Regions from separate parts of the Bombyx mori genome. Here region 2 is linked to region 1. Evidence: chromatin contacts called from public Hi-C data. All regions are on one chromosome and are shown on one strand. Each heading gives the region's core, a stretch centred on a gene start, on an enhancer-like site or on the middle of the called end of the contact. The rest is flanking DNA. Distances are from core to core; before and after follow the strand shown. Region 1 overlaps LOC101738393 (dystrophin). Region 2 overlaps LOC101738393 (dystrophin).

The links. A called contact is a pair of places that touch in the nucleus more often than the background predicts.
Region 2: a contact with region 1 is called in a Hi-C map of midgut, with 1.7 times the contacts expected there. The contact joins two enhancer-like sites. A contact is called at or near these places in 2 of 7 Hi-C or Micro-C datasets (midgut and whole pupa).

Annotation. Positions count from the first base shown.
Region 1 is chr7:13,355,751-13,359,605 of ASM3026992v2, forward strand. It overlaps LOC101738393 (dystrophin), which reads right to left. Exons shown (of 61, transcript XM_038012113.1): 54 at 3,765-3,855; 55 at 3,206-3,338; 56 at 2,823-2,963; 57 at 2,610-2,742; 58 at 1,922-2,050; 59 at 1,535-1,658; 60 at 1,189-1,266. Among protein-coding and RNA genes, the nearest start is that of LOC101738123, 8.4 kb to the left of the region's middle. Within about 2 kb of position 1,956, at least 4 of the 8 cell types and tissues checked have open chromatin away from gene starts, as enhancers often do.
Region 2 is chr7:13,401,164-13,405,018 of ASM3026992v2, forward strand. All of the region lies in intron 44 of LOC101738393 (dystrophin), which reads right to left. Among protein-coding and RNA genes, the nearest start is that of LOC101738123, 54 kb to the left of the region's middle. Within about 2 kb of position 1,933, at least 4 of the 8 cell types and tissues checked have open chromatin away from gene starts, as enhancers often do.

The DNA of each region.
Region 1 (3,855 bases), core at 706-3,205:
TGCCAGGGGCAGAGCCATGCCGCTGCGTTTCATTAAGAAGCTAATTTTCAATGCTAGAATCCATAATAACATTTTAAGATTATGTACTTAATAACTCGCTCAATAAGCTGTATTTTATATTGCGTATAATATACTAAAATTAGTGATCGCAGTTTCGAATAAATCAGCTGCGACACAGACAGAACATTTTTCAAACATTTTAAATCGTAACTAAGTCAGCCTTAGGGTTTGGAGTTCCATATCGGTTATAGATAGGTTCCTTATAGGTTGGGATTAGATATAGTCATTTGTTTTATCCACTCATCACTGCCTGATAGAAAACTCACGTAAAATTCAAGATAACGCGAAATAAGTAAAGGTAAAGAAAACCATGGAACTAGTGCCGAATAATTAAATCCCATGTTTAATAAAAAAAAAAGTTGATTACCTCAGGGTATGCGTCCTGTTTTGAATGCAGTAGAAAACAAAGAGAATGACGATATAATTAATTTTTAATGATTAATTCTATTAGGTTTCTGTACATGCAACAACCATGCAAACACAAGCCTAGATTTCAAATAAACAAAGTTACATCTGGCATCATATTTTAGCAAATATAAATTTAAATATTTTAAGGTTTAAAATTTATCGTGATATTTTTGTGCTGGCAACATTTCAAAAACAGACGAAGGAAGCATAAAACCCAAATTGTGATTACAATGAATTTTAGATTTATACGCAATTGTAGTTTAATCAGTTCACACGGCTTCAGCTGAATCTTGAGTTCACAACACCCAACTTATGACTTAAGTACGTGAAATTTTCATTAAATGCCAAATATATATTTTGACACGAATTCACTCAATGTGAACAGGGATCTCAAGCAAAATCGGATAGCATAGTGTTCAGAGTTTTGACCGATCGGCATTATCCGTTGTTTGGAGGTGGTGACAAGCTTCGTTTCTTTGAACAGCTACGAATCGCATTTACTACAGTACTACTTATTACTACAATACGAATCGTAATTGCCAAAATGATTAAACTAGTTAAAATTCGACAATTCCACTGTATTATTGAGAAATCATTGAACACAAATTATATTTAGATTTTTTAAAAAGCTTGAGTTATTTGAACGTAAATCTTTTAAAATCTAAAACAATTGCACAAAAAGCGAAACAAAAGTGTGAACACATTATTGACACCGCTGACCTGCGCAGTGCATGAGGGAGTGCACGGTGTGCGGGGGCGGGGGGGGCCGCTCGGCGCCAGCCCAACGAGCGCCGCCATCTTGTACGCCATTACAACAAAATGGCCGACGTTATTTAAACGAATTTCAAAGCATTACTTTTTTTATATTTGAACTGACATATAAGTGTTACCAGATTTTTACCATTGTTTTTAATTAGCACTCAAGTCGCTGCGATTTTCTGTCGCTACTCAGTGGTACAGAAAAATCAGACCTTTAAAGTAGTAAACTATAATTTATACTAAGAAATTTTAAGTTCTTAATCTAAATATTTCAAATTAAAAACATTAAAAGCATTACTGAACATACTTGTTTGTGACTCGTGGTAGAGTCCATTGTGCATTTTGGCTGGTGAATCAGTTGCAAGCTGCGAAGCGGTCACCGAACGTGTCTGTAATGTTCCGGTGCGCGCTGGGGGCGAGCCCTGGGCCGGCTGGAAGTGTTTATAACAATGTCAGTGATATAAGGAAATCCATTGGATGCAGACAGCGCGGGACTTGGCAGAGGTCCATGTACGTCAGTGATGAAATACAATTCAAGTTCCTTACACAGTTTAGTTTTGTTTTTTATTGAAAGGCAAACGAGTCCTCGGGCATCGCGAATATTGCCACGTGGCAGCTTATTAATTTTATCGTGCTAGTTTACCAGCGAGGTTGGGTGAGATTGGGTGAGGTTGAGAGGGACTGGACTGCCTACCTCGTCGAGTAAGGTGCGTAGACGCTGCAGCTGAGCTTCGAGTTGTCTGTTGTGTTCCTCCAGAATGTGCATGCGAGCCTCCAGCCGGCCCTTGTGCTGACGGAGAAGACGAGCCTCGGCCATCATGTCCTGAAATATATTTCCGATTCATCGTATGCACTGTGCTGTGAAGACTGATGAATGCACGGGCGAGCTATAGTCATAACCGCAGTTGGTGCCGTAGAGTCATCTCATAACTCATAGCGACGATTCGACGCTAAGTGAATGACGGATTAGAGGGCGGAACACCCCTACACACATCTTGAACTCCTGTCTTAAGGGGACAGCATTCACGCTGTACTGTCGGTATATTCCAGTGATCAGCTAACACCAGGTGGGCCGTGAGCTCATCATAATAAATAAGTACAACTTGTGATTATTATATTTAGATTCTGAGGACTGTTTTGGGACCATCTGTTTATTATTTTATACTGGAACCGCGGTTAGTAGAGCTATGATCAAGAAAGGTTCACAAGCACCAATTTAGTATATTCTAAATGAGTATTTGTATGCTTAGACGTCACAACACATGTGTGACGTCACGTCACGTCAAGCCACGTTACGCCAAGTCCGGTCACGTAGCGCCAGACACAACATCAACATCCCTCCTGTAGAAGCCAGAATTATTTGTATTATAAGTTCCTCTGACCTGGTCTACCGGTCCGCTGCGGCTATTGTCGCTGACGCCGTGCTGCTGCTCCTCGGGCGTGGAGCCTGGAGTCTGCTTAGCCTTCAGACGCTCGTACTCCGCTTGGAGACTTGCGTTTTCTTCTTCCAGTTCCCTATAAATAAAGATGTTTTGAAAGTGATAAGGAATGTTTAACTGCATTGCCCTAACCGCATGTGTCTGTGTGTAGTGTACCTAATCATGGCCTCGAGTTCGTGTCTCTGCTCGCGGTGGATAATGGAGACCACTTGCACAGGCGAGCGAGGAGCTTCTTCGGACTCCCCTCCGCCGTTCAGTGAGGCGCAGTACTGAGCTATGAGCTGATGTTCTTCATCGCTGTAACGGTAAAGGATGTAATGGTTAGTTTCAATTTCATGATAAGAAGACCTAAGAGTAATTATAGCCTTCAAAGTATATTCAATATTCTGTCGATGCGCGAGATCAAAGTTGCGATGGGGTGGGACGGGACGAGACGGGTCGTGGCGTAGCGGAACGGGACGGTGCGGTGCGCGGCGGGGCGCGGCGGGGCGCGGCGGTGCGGGGCGGGGCGCGGCGGTGCGCGGCGGGGCGAGGTGTACCTGTCGGGAGTGTCGGCGGCGCTGAGCTCGACCTGCGCGAGGCGGGTGGCGTACAGCTCGAGGCGCGAGTGCATGTCGGGGCCGAGGGACGCGCCGTGCTGCGGAGAGGGAGCGGGGGACTCCAGAGCATCACCTGCACATAAACAAATTTATTACATTAATTACATTTACCAAGAATTACAAAAACTGTCAATTACAAAAATTCATCATGTGAATATGATATGGCCCCGGAAGGTGGGGCTGTCACAATGCGTTCCCGTCAGAACAATATTCTCGACCGAATTTTTTCAACAGTTGGGTCTGGTTCTTGCTCTCACCCTTAATGAGACAGAACTCAACTGAGGACATGTATAATCTGCCGTCCTTTATAAGATGCGCGTGACCGTACCTAGGTCGTCTTCGTCCTCACACCAGCATACGGAGCACACGGCTAGTTTCGGATAAGATCCCGTTAAGCTTACATCTTAAGTGGTAACGAGGTGCCTAAGTTAAGATCATACAATCAGGTTTTTTTAATTAATTATTCACATCAAATTAACAACTGAAACTATCCTCTTACCTTCTAAAACGGTTTGTACAGGCAAGTACCCGACCCTGGGGTGCTTCTTGAAGTAGCGCGCCGACTTGAACTTGTTGCGGAGCGCCCTCGT
Region 2 (3,855 bases), core at 683-3,182, 45 kb after region 1:
GTGAGCTCATGGGCTCAACCGGAGAAAATTGCTAATACTACTAGCCTTAGGAAAAGTAGTACAACAATTTAAATTTTATTTTTATAAAAAAAGGTTATTTTTTACTTTTTAAATCGAAATTTTATTTTTTATTATCTAGCCAATTTGTGTGTGGCTAGCTATGTTAATTGGTTGGTTATTGTTTTACATTTTAGTTAAAGCCACCAAGAGCATAAATAGGCTGGAGTTACTATTGTTGATCGAAGTTCAAATGTCTTCTAATGTCTGTCAAATAAGAGTTCTTTTTTTTTATATAAATAGTAGCATATATCCTTGCCGGTAACATTTACTTTATATAATTATAATGTACATTAATCGCGTACGTTTATAATAATAAGGTAAAAGTAATATTATACGTCAATGGTAAGTACGGTAAAAAAGGTAAAAAGTGAAAATTCTTCGACTTTCTTATAAGTGAAAATGTTGAAGGATATAACTTAAATACAAATGAATATTCGATCTAAGTAACGCCTTTGTATTTTATGGGCCCCGAACATCGACAGGCATCGTAGGCGTCTAAGTTATCCAAAAAAGCTCTACTTTGGTCCTAACAACAATTCGTCTCAGGTCTTAATCGTTTTAAAATTACAAACGACGCTTTATTTGAACTTCGTATAGAGCTTTCGATAGATAAGCTCGAACAACAAACAAACATGGCGTATTATGTTACATTAAGAGATAAACATGAATCATTAAAAACATCATTATTGATGTCTCTAACACAGACTAAAAGACTTGATACTGCTATTGACTGGGAAAACTACTATGGAGCTGGTTTCATTCTGGGGCTTCCAATAAGGAGTTTTTTTTTGCAAACTGTATTCAGTGGATGCATTGACGTCTCCTGTTCCTGTCGCGTGACCTAACCATGACGATGACATCATTAGTTACTACATGCATCTTTTGCTGTTACTGGAGGGGAGCTCAGTCCAAAACCGGCTGGTACGTGGCAAAAAAGATCTCTGGAAACGCACTGTAGATAAACGCAGTGGCTCCAGGTAGTATGGGTGAACTCTACTCCGGTGGCGGGGCGATGGTAGAAACGAGATGATGGGATCATCTCTAACAATTCCGCAGAGTACTAATTATTATTAGACTACTACCTCCCTTTCTAAGCTACTAGACTGGAAGAATATTTTCTTAAACTTTAACGTAAGCTCTTCTTATAAATACACAACTTAAGTATATAATTGAGGCGGCATTCCAATTCACGATCGACTTCCCAAAATCAATGAACGATATCGTGCAATAAAAATTCAAGCCCCCAGATTCGTATAATTTGCATAATTACTGGTGGTAGAACACGCGGGCTCACACGGGTTAATACCGCAGTCATGCATACTTTTTCCGCAAAGCAACCGCGGCTCCGCTAACAGCTCTTTTGAGTTGCCCACTCACTCACGGACATTGAGTTCATCCCTTTTTAATTAAAAAAAAAGGTAAGAAAGACCATTTGAAGATTGCGATCGTGGCCCATCATTGTGGATCTCCGTGTGAGTGATTGCTGGCTAGCCTATATTTTCAGTGTTCCCAAAATCACGTACAAAAAAATTAGAATGCTAAACCAATATAAAGTAATTTTCGAAAATTATCATTTTAATTGGGCTAAGTTTAAATTTTTTTTAACGAAACGTACAAATGTATGCATACAACACTGTTTAATCCAGATTATATTCTGTTTTAATCTCGAAATATGTTATTTTAATCCACACAAGTACTTTAAACACAACACAAACATTTTTTACTGAACAGGTTTTATACGTTTATACGTAAATTTATTTTTCTTTTTTTTTTAGTCAAAATGGCGCGCGGCGGCAACACGCGTCGCTCCCCGCGGCCGCCATGACACTGGCCGTCGCGACTTGCCGAGCGCCGGCGCCGATACATTTTACAATTTACATACACACGATACTTAAGCACTTTATTATTATTTAAGCTAGGTCCTTTGCATCACGAGAAAGGTATCCTGTGCGGTTATTGAAATATCTTTAGACTAGCGCTTTGAACTTGAATAGCGTTATACAATTTTGTTCGTTTTGTTGATATTAATCCTGTTATTAGTTCATTGCGTAATTGTTAACAGAAAACTTAATATAATGATTAAAATGGAGGGCGTATTAAAACAGTTTTCGAAAAGAAAGATTTCCGACACCATAACGCTAAAAAATGAATGTTTATTTTAATCAATATTACATAAATTAATTTTATGTAGCTATGTGTCATTTGTCTTGAATTCCACGCAATGCATGGCGCGAGGATAACGGCTTAGTGAGTACGCGGAGGACGTCTTGCCGCTAATGTCGTGATTCTGCAATGTATCAGTCGGTTCACGATTTATGGACTTTCAAAACGACAAGCAGGCTTAGTTAAATAAACGTGTGTTTAGTACCTACTAGGTTTGTAGCTGACGGTTTCGACGTAGGTCTCCCGTGTGCTAATTTGAGTTAACTTTTACGCTATCGAGAACGTTAAAAACTCGCACCAAGCACACAGAAACAGTATAGAAGTTTAAAAAAAATGTGCCTGACAGATGTGAAACATCGACATTATTTTGTAAAAGTAATATGCAGAAAAGAACAGATTGTGATAGGAACTAAATATGTCTTAATGATAAAATAAAATATTACGAAAAAATAATTTGTTTTCAAGTAAAACACAGGTTATGTGTAGGTACTGTAGTAAACAACACTGTATACACTACGGAGTATACACTATAGGTATCCGAGCTCAGTGTAGCGAGAGAGATGGCCTAACGCCGGATCGAGTGGGAGAGAATCGCACAGTCGATTGCGTATGGCGACGCGTCGCCACACCGTACACACTACTGCATATAGACTGCATATATATACCATCATATAGCGACGCGTCGCCACGGCATGCGTCGCCACGCCAGAAATCGGTTTTACGTGCGGCTATAGATGTTTCACATCAAAAAAATGAAGATGTGAAAAATTTAAATAAAATTGTGTAATTCATTCAGAAACGTATATTAAGGGTTCCGGAGTCAGAATGAACATTCATAATTAAAATTCATAGCAAATACGTAAAAAAAAAACTTATTGTGCGTCACACAAAATATCGAAAAACTAAATGATTATATTGTTCAAGCGTTTCATTCTAATATCGGCCTAAAATGACCTCGACGGTCTCTCGATATAAATGATGATCTCTCCGAAGCGAGCTTGAGATGAATTTCATCCAAAAATATCTAGACTAAAAGCGTACAGAGCACTATAACGGTACAATCTACCTAATGATACACCCCTATTTAGTTTTATTTTTATGAACACTATTATTTGACGGGTTCTTACTGCAATTATTACTTTTATCAGGTTCCCAGAGCCCGGTATAAACAGCAGCGAAAGAATTTTAATTTCTCACTTAGGCATATACTTACTAGCATTATTGAAAAACCAATAATATTTAGTAATTAGCAATAATATAAAAATTAGCGATAAAAATTAGTAATTTCACCACACGCCATTTTGTGTATTACCAACCTACCTATTTCTAAGGTTCGAAAGGTGCATTCGACGGTAGGATTGTCATATTATAGTATTTCAGTATCATACTACATACAGTTGAGACTCCAACCTTATATGTGAGGGTCGTCATTCACTCTGTCGGACATTATAGATCTCCGATACTCACTCAATACTAATAGGGATTAAAGTATGAAATTGCCGATTTGGACATATTTTGCTTAAATAAATATATGTTAAATGAAAAAAAAAACGATTTTCTATTTTTCAGTAAAAATCGACAATTTCATACTTTAACCCCAAATAGTTCGACTATTATTCCTTCAGTCCATTT